Linked DNA regions of Gossypium hirsutum: region 1 is linked to region 2. A link is a contact called in public Hi-C data. All regions are on one chromosome and are shown on one strand. Each heading gives the region's core, a stretch centred on a gene start, on an enhancer-like site or on the middle of the called end of the contact. The rest is flanking DNA. Distances are from core to core; before and after follow the strand shown. Region 1 holds the start of LOC107935852 (protein CHROMATIN REMODELING 4). Region 2 holds the start of LOC107935860.

Region 1 (3,174 bases), core at 94-2,593, 150 kb before region 2:
TTAATCCAGGCATCATCTATGGGATAAAAAAAATGAAAAATCGGAAGTAACAGCATTTACCCAGGTTTGACACATTCTACACTCAATTCAATCAGCAACAAGAACAAATGCAAGCCTAAATCCCAGTGGTAAATTAGAACAGCTTGGGAAATGTAATAGCTAGGAGCCACTATCTAGTCTAGGAATGAAATAAAACATCTAAACCAAACAAATGACCATAAAATGCACAGCAAATTAACACGGAAAACGAGCCAAATTGAAGAATCAGTTTCGAAAATTCAATATATGCATAAAACGTTGAGCTTGCATTGAACTGAAAACCCCATTTCAACAAAACTCACCTGCAATGACAAACTCACTCACAGAACCCCAATTTCGGAATTACTGCAAAAGCCCACCAAATTTCAATCAAAGTATAAACACAAACCTCCCAAACATGAAAACAACAGAGAACATGCAATAAAACATCAGAATACACATAATAGACAGCTCAAGGCACCTAAATTAGAAAACCCCAAAGCTAAAAAAAGGAAATAAGTAATACCCAGATAGGAAAAGAAGCTTACCAACCTTGCTCGTGGATCAAAGAATCAAAACCAAGTGGAATAATATGAAGAGTAACAGATTGAGAGATGTAGTGAATAAAAACAGATGGAGGAGGAGAGAGAAGGGAGGGTATTAGGGTATAGCAAAGCAAAGAAAAGGGAGCGAAGAGAGAGAGATACGAGACAGAGAGAGAAAAGGCAAAGACACGAGAAAAAAATGAAAATAAATATAGAGAGAATTGACAAAAATAATAAAAATTAACCCCAACTCGAAAAATAAAAATAAAGAGAGAAAAGGTGTAAAGAGAAGGATAGGGGGTTTTATAGAGAGTGAAGAGAGCATACGATACGGATTCGCCGGGGAAATAGGGGACGGACGGGGTTACCACTCTGACATGGCAGCGCATGAGAAAGAGAGATATTAAGGAAAGGGAAAGCAGCCCTTCCTCCTCCCCTCTCTCCCTCTCTCCCTCTCTCTCCTACCTAACCACTGATGATGTGCCACGTGGCTTCACCAGACGCCACTTCCTATTTTGTTTGCCCTTTTTCTTTTTGTTTTTCTACATTCCTTGTCTATTTTTATTTCCTTTCTCTTCTCCCCAAGCCCAAAGCCACCACACCACTGCCCACGAAAGAACCTTGCTTTCCTTTCGCTCTCCTCTCCTCGTAATCGCCGCCATGCTTTGCCTTTGCTTTGCTTTGCTTGGACTTGGATCAGACCCCTCTTATTGTATACGCTGCTGTCTCTTATTAATATTATGCCTTCTTTTCTTTCTTTAATCTTTTTTTATTTCCTCTTACTCGGTTTTGTTTTGTTTGATTCCGACATTGCTTCGAGGTTTTTTTTTTTTTATCAATTTTCGTTTTGTTGAGATACTCATTAAATATTTTAATACCAATCTTCGATTTTCTAACGAGCACTTTTCTTGGTTTTAAGGGTTAAGCTTATAAGTATAACTAGTTATGTATAATAAAAACTAAGAGATTTATAATTTTTATAAATTTTAAAGTTTACTTACTAAATCTAATCCAGATTTATTATTTGCTATTTAACTACATTATCCGTTAAGCATTTAATAAGTGTAAATAATTTCAAATAACAACTTTAAAATGTAAAATGTATAAGTTTTCCTCCTTCCAATTAATTTTGAGTTGCTTTATCGAGATTAGAAGTAAAAAGGTTTCTAATTCAACGAATTAGGTCAATTCCAATTATGATTTACAAGCAATTTCTTTTACATCTTTAATTTAAGCTGCAGGTCCTATTTTGGAGACAGAAATCCCCTTATTAATATCAGGTCTGATTCCAGCATTAAATAGATCGATGAATAAGAATATTTGTTTATCTTTAATGAAAACTACGTTAGTAGGAATATATGTAATAACTTCTCTCGATTGGGTCTCAATTATTGGTAAAACAGTCATACTTCCTTCACCTAACTAAGAACCTAATTTAACGACTATTTCTAAAAGATGTGAATGCAAATAAAAATATTCTCTAGATAAGTTTTGTGACCCAACGATCTTCGTAATAGAAGAGACATTTGACACTTATCCTAATATTAAAAGACTTGTCTCGTCGTGACATTCTCTTGAATTCTCAAAACTTCTCTCACTAGATCCCTACAGTGACAAAGAACCCCTTGCCATCTCGGCTATGCTACTGGAAGTTCAAGGGAAGTCGGAATGGGGGAACACTCATATTGAGGTGGGTCCTTCTCAGTCCTCTCAATGTTCTAATGCCCACACCAGATATGGATCGAACTGTCTCACGACATTCTGAACTCAACTCATATACCACTTTAAAGGGCGAATAGCCCGATGTGTATTAATCAAATTTTATTTATTTCTTTCTTAAAATTTTTGAAAATTTCTGTAACGTTTCATTGATAATACAATTATAAAATTTAAACGTACTAATACATGATGCAATACATTCATCATATCTAATAAAGATTCTTAATAGTACACACTCAGTGACTAATAAAGGAAAAGTAAAAGGAAAAGTACTTAAGTAAAAGTGGATAATCATGTTAATTAAAATTTTATACATCTCTTGTCTAAGCTTATTCTCAAAAAAGAAGTTTCATAAAAAATGACAGCAACCTCTTCAGCCCGTCCATCTGTCTCCAATGCTCTCATTTCAATGCCTAGTTTTCCACTAAAATCTCACTCTGCTAAGAAGATTTACTACTTATATGAAGCCACTTATTTAAGAGTGGAAGGGAAAGTTCAGCTTACTGAACTTCCTATTGTAAATCTTTATAGTACTTATAAAAGACCCACCTTTTCTCCTGTAAAGAGTATCAAATCTTTGATCCAACATTCTCCAAAACAAGTTCGAGAATACGTTCAAGCCTCCAGATTTATAATAAATTTTAAAAAAAACATTATTTTGAAATTAATTTTAAACATAAATATCATAATAATAGATTGTGTAAAATTCTATTTTTATGTACAGATTCTAATTTAATTTTAATTATTAATTAGTGGATATGGATTGTTTGTTAAATTTAAATAATGTGACCAATTAATAAATCATTCAAATATTATTTTTTTTAAATATATATTTTTCAATTTAAATAGTATATTTAAATTCTAAAAATAGTGATAAATTTAAAAATAACTT
Region 2 (3,600 bases), core at 720-3,219:
AATTGGATTGTGATCCTTTTGTGAACTATCTTTATGTTTGTAATGAAACACTTGTTGAGCTTAGGTCTATTTCGTTGGCTAATGCCACTAGTTCTATTTTGTATCAAGCCTATGCTACGACGATTTAGTAGTATATGCTCCGCTGGATAAGTAATTATTTACTTTCTTTATCTTTTCACTTGTTTACTTTCTTTCTTTTTCTCCTTACTACTTTTAATCCAAACAGTGTTAAATTATACCCTAATTCTCAGTTTGATAATTATTATTTTTATTAGAAGTGATACTTAAATTATTATTTTATTTATAGTGAATCTTAGTTCAGTGACGAAGTTGAGACCTAGAAATTTTAAAATTTTAGATTCGAGTGTCTCTTTTGAAATGTGTAGGTTTATCTTATAATTAATGTTGTCATTTGAATAAAAAAATAATATCATTTTATCTCATTTTACGTTAAAAATTGCATGGCATTCAATAAACTTGTATTGTGTGTTACAATTTTATTGAAAAATATTATTTTTTAATTATACGAAAACATAATTATTAGTTTAGTTAAAAAATTATGAAAATTACTAATAAAACTACAAATTTAATATGAAATTCTAGCACGTGGGATTGCAAACCTCAAGTTTGTCTATGAAGAGCAGATCTAATTGCGTTAGTGTGTATAATTGATTTCTTCTATTTAATACTAATTGATAGGGCCTAATTGGTAAATATTACAAGATCTTGTGCATTGGAATCCACGGTTATGGACCCATATCCATTAGTACGAAACATTTTCTTTTCCAAGTGAAATCCCCTAATATATGAAAGAGTGAAAAAAGTGATATTCGTTGTTGTGGAATAGGAAGTCTTCGTATATTAATACATGTATTTAATTTATTTGGGACCATTAGAGTGGGATCCACTTTTTGGGGAATATAAGTCGTAGCAATAACAAGAATATTTCTAGTAGAACATCTTTCACAGTCTTTGAAGAGATAGTTCACTAATAGACCGATGGATAAGTAATTTGCCTCTTTCACATCTAGATTATGAATGTTTAGAATCCATATTATGTAAGGAGACATTGCTTTTGGTAGTTCGAATTGGAAAGTAATATAAAATTGGTCTATTTTCGATATCATATCCATAATTAATACATTCATCATAGTTAGAAGTTTTAGACACATTCTGTAATGTCTTTCACTCTGAAATCATTTTTCTATCAAATTATACATTTATTTTGACAAGAAAAAAAATTGAATAAATATACTAGACATGAAAACAGAAAAGGAAAATTATGAGATGTGATGGTTGCTCACTTTATTCATTAACTATGATATTAGGAGTTCAATTTTTACCTAAGAAAATGAAACACGTTTCATGACTTTTATCTTTTTAAAAAATACTCGCAGCTAGAGGATTAGTTACCATGAACACCTTAGTTTCAACATAAAATAAAGAAAAGAATACCAACCATGAGTGAGTCGTCAGCAAAGCTTGTGTAATCTGGAACATTTGCCGGACTTGGCGATCGATAAATCTTAGCCCACAGGATTTGGCCAGGGGTAAATGAGCCCATAAAGCAAAGCTTGAAAAACACGGCCTACTTTACTCTCCATTTCAGTAACAGCCGTCGAAACTGTTTTTGGATAGTTTAGCACTATAATAAAACTGAAAATTAAAATATCAAAGAATTATTTTAAATGATTAAATATTTTTTAAAACATCAAAATTTAATTTAAGAAAAATATAAAATTAAGATAATCGAAATCATAAATTGTTCGCACAGCACTGACCAATTTCAGTCTCACCAACCCATAACCGTCCGTCTCTCACCGCGGGACCCACACCACCTAGATGAACACGCACAAACAAGTGCTCCGTGCATTCTACGCGGTCACCCTGTGCGTCGAGGGCCAAATTGCCGACGTTTTCAAGCAAATTGTAAAATAAAAGGAAGTTAAAAGAAGGGAAAAGAAAAGATTAAAAAAATAATGATTGCCGTGTCGAAAAGGTCGTAAAGAGGCAAAATTTTATAGATCTAGAAAAATACAAAAGAAAAATAAATAGAAAATTTAATAATAGTAAGATCAAAACCAACATATAAGAAAAAAGAAAAAAAGAAAAAGAAAAAGGACATGATAGAGGGAGAAAGAGAGACGACTCTCTAATCACAATCTTCGACGGAGTAAATGAGCGAATTTTAGAGAGAGAAAGTTAATAATCTTCTCCTTTGCTGCTTAAAAGTTCACAGCTTTCCCTTCTTGAGGTAAACATACTCTTTTATTTATTTATTTTATGGATTAGTGTGAGATTTTAGTAAAGTTTATAGCCTTCAATCTGTTTATGGTTTTCAGTTCCGATTCGAATTTATATTTCGATTTGGTTATAGGCGTGGTGATGGTTCTATTTGTACAGAAGTATAGTTTTTTTTAGTGTCTGATCAGTGCTGGAGAGAATATTTAGAGTTCTTTTTTTTTTTTAAAGATTAGACTGCCGACTCTCACTGCATGTTATTATTACTACTTAATTTCGATGTTGTCATTTCAACCATATAAATTATTTGTTTTATCATGGATTTAAGTAAATCGGTATTCAAGTTGGATTTGCCTTGTATGGGATCACACTTTGTGGGATTGATTTAAGTAGTTTCGTGGAATGTTTGTTTGATCTGCACCATTTCCTTCGCATATTTTTCTTGGAATCCGCGTTATTTATAATTCATGTTTAGGGTTCTAGATTTGCTTCAGATGCATTATAACTACTGCTTTGTATCTTCGATTCTTTTGTTTAACTTTGCCCCCCCCCAAAAAAAAAAAGTCTCAGATGTATGATTCAGTTGAAATGTTTTTTACAGCTTCAATTCTGTTCTCTGTTGCGTTAAAAGTTTTATTGAAAGTTGTTAGAAGGTGAGAATCCTAACAGAAAATTAACTTCAAAAATTCTATTATGAGGTTCTCAATTAAATTTAGGGTATTTGTGCTAAATATATGGTATGATCCAAGTGCAAGAATTACTTCTCCCGAAAAATTAGACTGGGTTCATTTATCTTGAAAAATATTGTGCTCTTTATAAGTTGTGGTTTGTATTTAATTCCATTTATGTGCATCAATATAATAATGCAATGCTTGATTGACCTTGTTTGTGAGGTTATTGTCTTTTAAACAAATTGGTTATTTATTAGTGTGGACGGTGTTGTTTCTTAAAATAGTTTATTGTAGTGGAATGGCAGTGCTAGTTTTTTCATTATAAAACTGTGCAAGTGGCTACAGATTGAATTGAGTTGTGTGTTTTTCTCTCAATAACTAATAGTGAATTCTCGTACAACCTTTCAGGCTCAAGTTAAGGTCTTTGCAATGCAAACTTTGCTGTTGGCTATGGCAGAATGCATGTGCTGATATTGCAGTAGCTGTGATAATCATGGCATATTGCCTTGGTTTTTTTTCCTGGAAAATTTTATCTAAATGGAGAGAAATCTAGGAAAAGGCTTAATGGATCAACAGAAGAACCATGAACAAATTCGATACAATAATATGGAAGCTGGAAATGAGACTCTTGAGTCTGCAAACCAAAGATTTTTCCATGATCCATCTAGTAATATTAATACTAACATCC

What was found. A called contact is a pair of places that touch in the nucleus more often than the background predicts.
Region 1: a contact with region 2 is called in a Hi-C map of leaf, with 2.5 times the contacts expected there. The contact joins the promoter of LOC107935852 here to the promoter of LOC107935860 in region 2. A contact is called at or near these places in 3 of 34 Hi-C or Micro-C datasets (all in leaf).

What each region holds. Positions count from the first base shown.
Region 1 is chrA12:9,505,866-9,509,039 of Gossypium_hirsutum_v2.1, reverse strand. LOC107935852 (protein CHROMATIN REMODELING 4) reads right to left here and starts at 1,343. Exons shown (of 12, transcript XM_041082671.1): 1 at 567-1,343.
Region 2 is chrA12:9,356,649-9,360,248 of Gossypium_hirsutum_v2.1, reverse strand. LOC107935860 reads left to right here and starts at 1,969. Exons shown (of 10, transcript XM_041082651.1): 1 at 1,969-2,254; 2 at 2,843-2,894; 3 at 3,321-3,600. The coding sequence starts at 3,450. It also overlaps the pseudogene LOC107922147.